2 separate regions of the Gossypium hirsutum genome follow, and region 1 is linked to region 2. Evidence: chromatin contacts called from public Hi-C data. All regions are on one chromosome and are shown on one strand. The core of a region is the stretch at or near the end of the contact, and the rest is flanking DNA. Distances in the headings are between cores, read along the strand shown.

Evidence for each region. A called contact is a pair of places that touch in the nucleus more often than the background predicts.
Region 1: a contact with region 2 is called in a Hi-C map of leaf, with 2.4 times the contacts expected there. The contact joins the promoter of LOC107923325 here to the promoter of LOC107923274 in region 2. A contact is called at or near these places in 3 of 34 Hi-C or Micro-C datasets (all in leaf).

What each region holds. Positions count from the first base shown.
Region 1 is chrA12:82,654,699-82,660,804 of Gossypium_hirsutum_v2.1, reverse strand. LOC107923325 (probable L-gulonolactone oxidase 6) reads left to right here and starts at 3,835. Exons shown (of 4, transcript XM_016853532.2): 1 at 3,835-4,717. The coding sequence starts at 4,025.
Region 2 is chrA12:82,295,015-82,301,684 of Gossypium_hirsutum_v2.1, reverse strand. LOC107923274 reads left to right here and starts at 1,640. Exons shown (of 1, transcript XM_016853488.2): 1 at 1,640-3,058. The coding sequence starts at 1,839. The coding sequence ends at 2,936. It overlaps LOC107923287 (GRF1-interacting factor 3), which reads left to right. Exons shown (of 5, transcript XM_016853496.2): 3 at 1-75; 4 at 674-761; 5 at 839-1,520. The coding sequence ends at 1,219.

The DNA of each region.
Region 1 (6,106 bases), core at 2,586-5,085, 360 kb before region 2:
TTTTTTTATATTTTTAATAAAATATAAATAATGCAACATTATTTTATTACAACAACTATCAACTAATCCGATTTGGATATGATCGAGTTGTATGGCCTGGGTTCCTACACCATCCGCACAACTTCTATTGGTTTGTTGCTTCTTGGATATCCATATTATTACGTATTCTATTCGAGGAAGGTCGACCCTTTGGTTTGCGACGCAATTCTCTATCTAGTAATAGCTTAAACGGAGCAAGCGATACAGACGGTCACTTACGTTCATCTGGGACTGGTGGGAATACGTGTCTCCACACGTTGTACATATATTCTATTTTGTACACTTCATCGACATAGCTTATGAGATCCAGATGGAGATTCTGACAAGCTATAATTACATGAGCGCATGGATAACGTAGTTCGTCAAACGTCCCCTGGTCGCAAGTCCTATTTCTCAATTGCACACGATATTGCCCGCTAATAATACCTTGGTTTGGTCTGTCAAACTCCGTTACACGAAACCATAGGTTGTCATGATCATGACATACTGTGTGCATGGTGTTGGCCCGTGCCTTCGCTATGTTAATTTATTGCAATACCTTCGCGCACCATACATGACCTCCCTGCATTTGGCCTTTATAACTCACAACGCGCTTTGAAAATAGTGTCGTTAAATGAAAATATGTCTCTTGCATAACCGATGTTATTGGCAAATGACGCGTTCCTTTTAGAACAGAATTTATACATTTAGCCAGGTTTGAGGTCATATGACCATATCATAGGCCACCGTTGTATGCTTGTGTCCACTGTTCGAAAGGTATGTTACAGAGGTAATCTACGTATTCTTCGTTAACTGAACGTAAAACCGCTAACATCTCATGAAAACGGTCCTTACTTATCACATACCCTGCCAATATAAGTTGATAACAAAAATTACATACCACTCTTCCATTCATAATAAATTGAATATTACAAATGAAATTATATTAATAGAGATTAAATACCCATGTTGACCACTTGCCGTCGTTCAGTTGTAGATCGATATTACCTATAGTAGTTAGACGCAACGTGCATTAGGCAATACCGATGGTGTGTGCAATGCCATTAGCTTCCCTGTCGCTCAATTGCGGCTAGTATTCCAGTGCCCCGATCTGATATAACGCAGATATTAGGTTGGGGCTAGACATGCCTCCTTAACCTAAAAAGAAAGAAATCCCAATCATCAGCTGACTCCCCCGGTGTTATTGCAAATGCGATTGGAAGGATTCTCCTATTGCCATCCTGTACCATAACTAACAATAGCCGATGGGTATATCTACCATACATAAAGGTACCGTCAATTTGCACCAATGGCTTGCAATATAGAAATGCATCCCGGCATTGCTTAAAGTTTTAGAATAGACGCTTGAACACTTGGCATCCACAGAGCAATCGGTCGTTGCAGTACGCAGGTGTCGTTTCAAGGCTGTTATGCAACCTGAGACATATCTCTCCAGCACCTGACACCACTGCCACACTTCATTATATGAAGCATCCCACTTATCATACATTTTTTCCAACGCCTTTCTGCTTAGCTATCCAAACCTTGCGATAAGAGGGCGTGTACCTCAATTGGCTACGAATATTGGCAATTAAGACCGGCACTAAAGTCTTGAGATCCCCCTTCACCGTCGGTAGTATTAAGCTAGCTAACATATCTGAATCCATCTTGGGATGATCTTGTGAAACACCTGTCAACGAAGTACGTTAAATAATGCAACATTATGTAATAATAGTATTATTCAAAAACCCTAAACACCTAGTGATACTGTACTGCCGACACATGTATGTGGACATTAGTACTTTTTTATCTCCCACAAGCTTGTCCTTTTGCTCAACGAGGCCATGATTTTCCATGAACATGTACTGTCTTGCACTGTACACTTGGCCTCAAACTTATCGGATTTGGATTTAACCACATTGTAGTTAACCCCGTCCATGATGCTATGTTGTTTCAATGCACCAAGAAAACTATCCTTATTGGAAAACTCCCTACCAACTTCAAATTCAACCGAATCCAATAACGAACTTGTACTGTCATGCATTCTGTGTGGTAGATCTAGAAATTCCAACGCATTATCTTGAGATAGATCGACATTATGCATTAGGGATGGAGGAGAGTACGCCTTGAATCGCGGATCTTCTTCTTCATCTGAACCCCCTTCAACATCTTCAGGTATGGTTGGAACAGGCTCTGGTTCAGAAAATAATGCAACTTCTGCACTATCGAGGCCGGGCTTTTGAAGTGGATCCACGTGGGAGCTTTTTACGTAATTTTACTGACAGTGCATCCTGCTTGAAGCTTTTTGGACAATATTTGTTCAAAAACGTCTTCTCAAAATTACTTTTTCAGATACTACTGTAGCAAAAAAGCATCCACGTGGGAGTTTTTTTCAGTAATTTTGTTGATAGTGCATCCTGCTTGAAGTGTTTTGGATACTATTTGTTCAGAAACTTCTTCTCAAAATTATTTTTTCAGATACTATTCTAGCAAAAGAGCGTCCATGTGGGAACTTTTTTCAATAATTTTGCTTACAGTGCATCATGCTTGAAGCATTTTGGACACTATTTGTTTAGAAATGTCTTCTCAAAATTATTTTTTCAGATACTACTGTAGCAAAAGAGCGTCAACGTGGGAGTTTTTTTTAGTAATTTTGCTGATAGTGCATCCTAATTTAATTAATTAATCCTAAAAACCCTAAACCCTAATTTAATTAATTTTTTAAATTAATAGTTAATTTAATTAATTAACCCTAAACCCTAATTTAATTAACCCTAAAACCTTAAACACAATAAAACCCTAACTCTTAAAACCCTAACCCTAAAACCCTAAATCAAGCACAAAAAACTCTAACCCTAAAAAAGGGGCAAAACGTGTCCCTGGGGGAGCATTTTGCCGACACGTCCCCTGACTTTGCGCTTACATGAACGCATTTTCGGGGAATTCAGACCTTTCTGATAAATAATAAAAAATTGGCCCATTTCCATAAATAATTTTAGAAATGAGCTTTTTTAGTAAATTACCCTAAAATAGTTGTTAAATTTAGAAATTTTTTAAAGCGGCAGAAATGAATTATAAAAATTTTGAAATATCTTTGTTTTTTTGGGTCAGTACTAAAAAGGGTATTTTCTATATATATATTTTGGGTATTCACCTCTGCTAGTGTCACACGTGTTTAAAATTTGACGGGGTGATTTCAATACATTCTATATAAACTTTACTGATTCAATTTAGAATATTTTAGAGTTTGAGATGTAAGGTGAAATTAACCTTAAAAAATGTATATGACGATCAAAGAAAGAGAGGAAAGGACAGTAGTTTCTCTGTTTTGTGATGCATGTAAACAAGTGAATACAGCAAAGAAATCTCTTCAAATTAACTCCTTTTCCCTATTTGGTTGTTTTCTAAGTACGATGATAGATGGGAAAATGAGATATCATATGAACTGGTCTATTTGGTGTGTTTGATTTCGACTATTCAAATGTGATTTATGTTAATTGATTTTTTACTCCAAAATAATAATAGCCGTCCTACATACTACTTTTAGTTTCATCCCCAGCTATGAGGTTGGAGCATGTGCAGCCAATGGATTTGTTTTACAATCTAAATAATTTCACTTGTGCGTAACTTGACACAAAAGAGGGCAAAAAGTAGAAAATGAAACGCAACAAATTACAGGGACTGCAAATTCCATTGAAACACACACCTTATCATTAACTTAAAAAAAATATCAAGAAATAATAAAATAAATATTAATTTTTGTAGGGTTTATGATTATTTTTTCAAATAAGAACTGTTGCTCCATAAAATGCCATTAAGAAAAAGGCAATTAAGTAACGTTTTCAATAGTCCTTAACTTGGAAGCATTTTTGAAAACATACTTGAGTTTATTGCGAGAAGCCCCTTCTACGCTAAACAAAGTGTGAATTTGCGGGTAAATACGAAATATTTTAGAGTGGAAAAATCAATCGATTATAAAGCCTCTGTCTATTAGTTTCCATCAACCATGCCAGCTATACCAATGTTGTTTTCAAACAAGTTCAATGTGCTTCTCCTATGGAAATGCCTCTGTCTGTTAGTTGTTTTAGTGGGTTGCAATCCCCCAGGGGAGCCCGTCAAATGTTCCACCAAAGATTCCAACTGCACCGTCACAAACTCTTACGGCATGTTCCCCGACCGAGCCATTTGCAGAGCGGGGAACGTGGCTTACCCAACGTCAGAACAAGAGCTGGTTTCGATCGTATCGGCGGCAACTAAATCCAAAAGGAAAATGAAAGTGGTGACACATTTCTCTCACAGCATTCCCAAGTTGGTCTGTCCCGACGGCCAAGATGGGTTGCTTGTTAGCACCAAGAACCTTAACCGTGTATTGAAAACCAACACGGAGGCAATGACGATGACTGTGGAGAGCGGTGTGACGTTGAGGCAACTGATTACTGAAGCAGCTAAGGCTGGTTTCGCATTGCCTTACGCACCGTATTGGTGGGGATTGACCATTGGTGGCCTTTTAGGTACAGGCGCTCATGGGAGCTCCTTGTGGGGGAAAGGGAGTTCAGTTCATGATTATGTTGTGGAGATGAGAATTGTAAGCCCTGCAAAAGCTGAAGATGGATATGCTAAGGTGTGGGTGTTGAATGAGAGAGACAAAGATCTCGATGCAGCTAAGGTTTCGCTTGGAGTTCTTGGGGTAATCTCACAGGTAACTCTCACTGTCTTTCAGCTCCTCTTTCTCCATTTTTTTATGGATCCTTAAGTGTTTATGGCCATTATTCTCCTTGGGATGACATGAATTGATAGTTTGATCATATGATTAAACTATATTCTACGGATGAGAGCTGGAAATTCAGGATCCAAGAAACCATCCACCATAGCTGTCACTTATAGTTCTTGGCCAAAATGGTAGTGGGCAAATCTATGAGGGTGGGGTTGCCGGGCGAGACGGTCCCCCTTACTTTTCTATAAGGAATAATTTTACTATTATCTTATGAGTAAACTGATTACATTATATTCTTACTTTACATTGTATTCTTAAGATATATAATTAATAATTATTAAACAAAAATAATTATTTAAAAATTAAGAACAACTTGAATAATTGTAAAAGGGGATTGATTTTTTTGAGAGAAGTTTTCAAATGTCATCTTTGAAGACACCATGCCTGCTTCTATTGAGAATTGTGTACGGCTCACTGAGGTGGACTTACGGTCACCCACAAAGAAGCGACGTGTGCGTCTTGCCCTTAGTGGGATTCGATCCCCTATCCCAATCACAGCTCTTTGCGTGTAGGGGGTGGAAAAAGAGGCCAGACCCTCTCCAAGAGATAATATATTTCATATTAAGGGAGCAGGTCAATGTTCCCGAAGATGACTCTTTAAAAATTTCTCCCAAAAAAATTACCCTAATAATAATATAAAATAATTTTAGGTGAATACAATTTGGGTCCCAAATCATTGAATGATTACCTACATATATGAGATTTTTTTTTATATTCATTCAATGATACTCTCCTAACTTTTCTTTTTCAAATTTAATGGTTCATTTCTTTCTTTCTTTTTTCCCTTTTATTTTTCTTAACGAATAAGCTATTAAAAAAATAAAATCAAGTATTTTTATGGAAATATTAATGAACTGAAATAAATATGTTAATAATATATAAACAAAAAAAAAACCCTACTAGCATAGAAAGGCGTTGGGAACAAATTAAAACAATAAAAGCTAAATGTCAAAAAGAAAAAGAAAAACGACATATTTAAAAAAAGAATTATGACATGAGTGATTTTTTAAAATAAAATATTTATAATGTGTTTTATTTATAATTATATGTGATCTAATATAAGAAAAATATAAAAAGTAATTTAAATTATGATACTTAAATATTATTCAGTAAACTGAAATTTTATTTGATATATTATTTACATAATAGTTTAATTTTAAATAGAAACTTGTTGATATACATATCAATGGAGGTCAATATGGAGAAGAGAATAATGTTCTCTTCCAAAAAGCAGAGTCAATCCCTCCTTTCTTTCGATGTTTGTAAAATCTTATTATATAATAAGGGACGACCTTAGATCAGATTTTGGGTCGA
Region 2 (6,670 bases), core at 391-2,890:
TCTTGATGAGAATAAGAAGTTGATTTTGGCAATTTTGGACAATCAGAATCTTGGAAAACTTGCTGAATGTGCGCAGTAAGTGATTTATAAATTTCAGTTTCTTCTTTTATCTACCTTAGTGGCGCATGCTGCATCTTTAAGTTAATGTTTGAGGTTTATTATATATGTTTGCTTTAAGTTGGAAGCGGCTTGTTGAAAGTGCTAGATGCTGTAGGATGTATTATGGTTCACATACCTCAAACTGAAGTATTTAATGTTATCGTCAATTAGTTGTAAATTCTTCCTTCCTAGATAATTGTGTGTGTTTTTAGTTGAAAGTGGGACTCGAATTGGGAGTTTCCTAGATCCAAACTGGGATGAGTCTTCTGCGGATATGTCTGAGCCTTGTAATGCATATACGGATGGTAAAATCTCCACTCCAACCAAACCCGATTTGGTTCTTGTTGCCATTTATCTTGCATCAAGAGCATTTATAGAACTAATTAATGATCACTATATTATTTGTCATCTGTATACATTAGCTTGGTTTTTCTGCAAATGTGCTATCAAGGATTCGTGATGGAAACCAAGTTTATTGTATTGGTTTTTCTTTGTATACATCATTCGCACATGCATATATGCTTACATGTGCAATATCTAGGCAGTGTACCTATACAAGATTTTGATGATGTAGGTATCAAGCTCAGCTGCAAAAAAATTTGATGTATTTAGCTGCTATTGCGGATGCGCAACCGCAATCGATGCCAACAATGCCTCCTCAGGTGAGTGTTAAGATAACTTCTTTCTTCTAATCTATCCGCTGCTACACTGCTTCCTGACACATTTTCCATCATCAAAGATGGCACCACATCCTGCAATTCCAACCGGAGGATATTTTATGCAACATCCTCAGGCTGCTGCAATGGCACAACAACCTGGCATGTACCCTCAAAAGGTGCCATTGCAATTCAATAACCCACATCAAATGCAAGACCCTCAGCATCTCCTGCACCAACAGCATCAGCAAGCCATGCAAGGTCAAATGGGAATCAGGCCTGGAGGACCCAATAATGGCATGCATCCCATGCATTCCGAGGCCAGTCTTGGAGGTGGCTGCAGTGCTGGCCCCCCTCAATCTTCAGGCCCAAGTGATGGACGTGCTGGAAACAAGCAAAACCCTGAAACCGGTGCCAATGGACAGGGCAGCACAACCGGCGACAGAGCCGAGGAGGGAAAGTGACTGTGATGGTAGGTTTATTTTACAATAGAATTTGTATTCCTCTGGTAGTCATCTCATAGACTGTTGTAGAATTAAAACCTTCAACTTGCTCTTTAATGTAGCAGTTTAGGTAGTTTAACTCTTGTTGAGAGGTTGTTGGCATGCCAACGAATTAAACAACAGGTTGTTAAGACAACGATGGTTTTGTTGTAAAAGGAGGTGATATATACGAGCATGTGGTCACTACCTCTGAGGCTGTCATTTTGTAATAACCTATAAAAGTTTGCAGCTTGTATCTAAATTGTGATCCAGTTGAAAATTACATTGCTTTTTCCTGGTTTTGCTTTTGTAAATTACTTTGTAAATCCAGGTCATGGTTGTCAAAGTGGAACCTTTCATGTTGAAGAAGCTAAAAATCTGTTGGCTTATCTCATCCATTGTATTCGGCCTTTAGAAATGCATCTTTTAGTAAAAAAGCAAAAAGCAAAACTTCATTGATTGTAAAACAAACGCATCGAGCATGGTAAAATGAGCTATAGATGCTATGTCTCTTAACAATTAAGATTAGAATCAAAGTACAAAGAAGAAAACAAAATCAACTTGAAAATTCTTTAACATATTCTTTAGATGTCAGCTTTCAATGGTGAAAATGAAGCACAAAAATCACTCTCAAAACATTTGGCACGGAACCAATGCTGGAAAAGGAAAGGCCTTTTCTTTAACTTTCTTGTTCTGTGTTTTGATTTTAGAAGACCTGAGCAAGAAAAAGCAAAAACCAGAAACCGCCATGAGAGAAGACCAACAACGCCCTGTTCACCTCCATAACCACCAAAGAAACAAGCTTTTTATAACCACCAAGTTCTTCACTTATACCACCGTGTATGTCATCATCGTCTTGCTCAGTTACACCTTGGGCTACCTCTCTCACTCCTCTCCTCCTGCACCACTACCACCACTTCCTCCGCCGCCTTCTGTCTTTCAACTCGCTAGCTTACCAACCCAACTCGACAACTTCCGAGTCGCCCCTCACTGTTCCAACTCACCTCTCCCACCCCATCTCGTCTTCCCAACGATTCTTCAACGAGTCTTCAAAGGTTCCTCCCCTTACACCGATTTCCCACCACCCCACCTCCGTTCCATCCTAAAACCAAAAAGAATCAGAGGTTGGGGATCTAACGGTGACGTTTTCGAGCACTTAATAAAACGAGTCAAACCCAAACTCATCGTCGAAGTGGGAACTTTCTTAGGCGCGTCAGCTCTTCACATGGTGAACGTGACTCGGAAACTCGGACTCCAAACACAGATACTATGCCTCGACGATTTCCGTGGATGGCCGGGTTTCAGAGACCGGTTCAAATACATTAACGACATAAACGGCGACGTTATGTTGCTTCAACAGTTCATGCAAAATGTGGTTTATTTCAACGCAACCGGGTCGGTTTTACCCGTACCGTTTTCGACAAGATCGGGTCTAGAGAAGCTATGTGAATGGGGAATAATGGCGGATCTATTAGAAATAGATGCGGGTCATGATTTCATATCCGCTTGGGGAGATATAAACGGAGCGTATCGGATATTGAAACCCGGTGGGGTGATTTTTGGGCATGATTATTTTACCGCCGCGGATAACCATGGGGTAAGAAGGGCAGTCAATTTGTTTGCGCAAATGAATCATCTCAACATCCGAACTGATGGTCAACATTGGGTCATTGATACTGCTTTAGTAAGAAATTTTTGATATTTTTATCCATGTAAAAAAGAATGGGAAAACTTTGGGGTTGATTGTGTAATAATGGGATTTACCTTGGCCTTCATAGTCATTCAACAAAGCAAGAATAAAAAAAATAATTTTTTAAATTATCCATTAATTTGTATACACTAAACCAAACAGTTTAGGAAGGCAGTGAAGTAGGATAAGTTTTGGTATTGAAAAACTTAAATTAAATTAGAATTTATATCAATACCAAAAAATTAAATTAAACCCAAAAATATTAATCCCTAATACCATGTTATCTTCAAATCTTAAATTTCTTTTCATTTCAATTTCATCGGACCCATCCAAAAATATGGATTTGGTTTTATCAAAATAAAGTTAATTTGATTTCGATTTTTAGAAAATTTGATTTTTTTTTTATTTTTTTACATCAAATTCATTTATTATTATTTTTACTCTTGAATCTTTGAATACAAAAGATGGTACGTGTTGAAAAGCACACCTCCAAATAATAATAACAATAGTTATTTATTAAGTATTAATTAGTACTTAATTAATGGTAACAGAAAATGGAGGACATTTCTGGCTTTTTACATGAGTCGGGTGGTCCATCATATTCCTTGGAATTTAAATATTAATTGGCCAAAGATATCCAAATTCAATACTATTTGTTTTTGTTGTTAGTTGTTGCAACTTGCAATAGATTTAATAGTGTATTATTACAAGATTACATGATTCAAGGAATTATGATAATATAAAATTACGAGATGGAATATAAAGTGTGTTATATTATCTTACCTAATTAAAATATAATATTTAAATACAAATTTTACTAAATTATGTTTGTTATGAAATTTCATTGTAAAATAAAGCTTGAATGAACTCAAACGTAAAATAAGATTCTCCATTTCTCCCATAAGTTGATAAGTGCCAAAAAAAAAAAATTTCTCTCAAGCTTGCTAAGCCAACATGAATAACTGCAAAAAATAAAATAAAAAACCAGTGACAACTATGATCGGTTTTTTCTTTTCCTGTTATTATATGAATAAAAAAAATATAAATTGTGATTGAAAATGATACACCAAGTACTCTCTCGAGTTTGGATTAACTAAATACGGTTTCAAGTATGTCACCCCTGATGAGAATAAATGAGCAACACTTAAAACATCCATTGCATGTTCCAAATGGGTCAATTACAAAAGCAATAGTTAGACGATTCAGAGAAACATTTAATGGGCTAATCCAAGGGATATGGGTTGATTATGAAAAAAAAAAGGTCCAATTTTGGACCAAATAAAGATCAAGGCATATTTAATGTTATAAAGGCAAATTGAAATGACTATTTAGTTTTTAAATTCGCGACCTTTGCTCAAAGCATCCATGGGATATATTTATTTCTTATCAAAGTCATTTAGTCGCTTTTAGATGCATTATATGGTTGGTTAAGTCATATTCGTCATATGCAACCATTTATCTCTTTCTAGATTCGTTGTATTGTTGGATTCATGCATATATTAGTTTGTTGCTTTAAATATGATTTTTTCTATTCTTGGACGGTTGTTCCAAGTAAAAATAGTGGGATATGAGTCTGCAACAAACGATTTTAAACCTAATATATTTGGGGAGTATTTTCTTTTTTTTTTTGTTGTTCAACCAACTTTTTAGAACTTATTAAGATCTTTCTTATGGCATTCTAACCTATGTTTTATCACTCACAACCTTTTTTTTCTTGAGTATGACAGCTACTTTCTTTTTTATACCTTTGGATCATATCTTTTTATAATGGTCAAGGTTCTTTGATATTCTAGAATTTGGTTTAGAACAATCCAAAGGCATCCTTGTTCTAAATTGAATTTTTGGGTCTCATTACTCTTTTTGGGTTCAAATTACTTAAAAATCGCACCATTTGATATCATAGCTTACGGTGTTAAAATTAGGTTATTATTTATCTTTATTCGAAAAAAAAATCAGTTGAAGTTACATTCTCAAAAGTGTGTTTCTATCTTATCTTAAATTTTCTTTACTTCTCATTTCTTGTAAGTTGCTTGTTCAGTTGTTTATTGCTATAAAAATAATTATTCAGGTTCATTAATGTTAGAATTAAATGACCCGAATCCTTATTTAAATAAAATACAGTGGTAAAATAAAATAAAAGTAAAATCCATACAGAACTACACTTCTTTTATTTTATTTTAGAATAAGGTTTTTTTAAACCTTATTAAACTCCATCTATTTTATATTGATTAGAATAAGTTGTTTCAATCTTACTAGAATACGACTTTACAAGCCTATAAATAGACATAGTCTAATCCTCTTGTAATCATTCGAATTCGACAGAGTGAATTTTCTTCTCCTCTGCCCGTGGTTTTTCCCGAAAGGGTTTCCACGTAAAAATCTGTGTGTTCTTTATTTTATTTTATTTTTTCACAAATTAGTATCAGAACTTTCGGGTTGTTCATCTCGATCACGGTAATGGCATCTTTGAAGTATGAAATTCCGCTGTTGGATCGCAACACCAGATTTGCATTGTGGCAGATTAAGATGCAAGCAGTTCTTGCGCAGATGGATCTGGAGGATGCCCTGCTAGGGATGGATAAGATGCCTTCGACATTAATAGATAAAGAGAAGGAGCGTAAGGATCGAAAGGTATTAACACAATTACATCTGCATTTTTCCAACGAAATTCTGCAGGATGTGATGAAAAAGAAGACCGCTGCTGCATTATGGAAGAGGCTAGAAAAAATATGTATGTCGAAAACTTTAATAAGCAAGTTGCATATGAAGCGGTGTCTTTATGCTCATCGTTTGGAGGAAGGTGCGTCTGTACACGAACACTTAACAGTGTTTAAAAAAAATTCTCTCAAACTTGGAGGCCATAGAGGTTTAGTATGATAAGGAAGATCTATGGTTGATTCTACTTTGTTCGTTACCCCTGTCTTATTTAACCTTTAGAGACACGATTTTATATAGCTGCAAGTCTCTCACAGTTGATGAGGTTTATGATTCTTTGACCTTGTATGATAAGATGAAAGGTTAAACCCGACTCTCAGAGAGAGGGTCTCATTATTCGTGGGAGACAAGATTGGAATACTGATGATGATTGTGGATGGACACAGGAACGGAATCCTCGCGATAAATCTAAGGGTAGATCAAAGTCTTCAAGCAGAGGTAAAACTTGTAACTTCTGCAAGAAGAAAGGGCACATCAAATCTGAGTGCTATAAGCTACAGAATAAGATTAAAAGGGAGGCTACGAATCAAAATGGAAAGCAACCAAAAAATTTTGGTGAAACTGATGTTGTAGAAAACTACAACGATGGTGAACTTCTAGTCGCTTTAGTTAACAATTCTAAAGTGAGCAAGGAGTGGATACTTGATTCAGGCTGCACCTTCCACATGAGTCCCAATAGGGATTGGTTTACAACTTACAAAACAGTGTCTGAATGTGTTGTTTTGATGGGAAATAATACTTCGTGTAAAATCACAGGTGTTGGAACAATTAAAGCTAAGATGTTTGATGGAGTTGTCAGAACACTTAGTGACATATGACATGTTCTAGAATTGAAAAGAAATTCAATTTCATTGAGTACTCTTGATTCAAAAGGGTACAGATACGCAGTTGAAAGTGGGGCTTTAAAAATTTCCAAAGGTTCCCTTGTTGTGATAAAAGGGCAGTGAAAGACTGTCAAGTTATATGTTTTGCAGGGTCTACTGTTACTGGTGATGCAGCTGTCGCTTCTTTTTCCTTGTCAGATAATG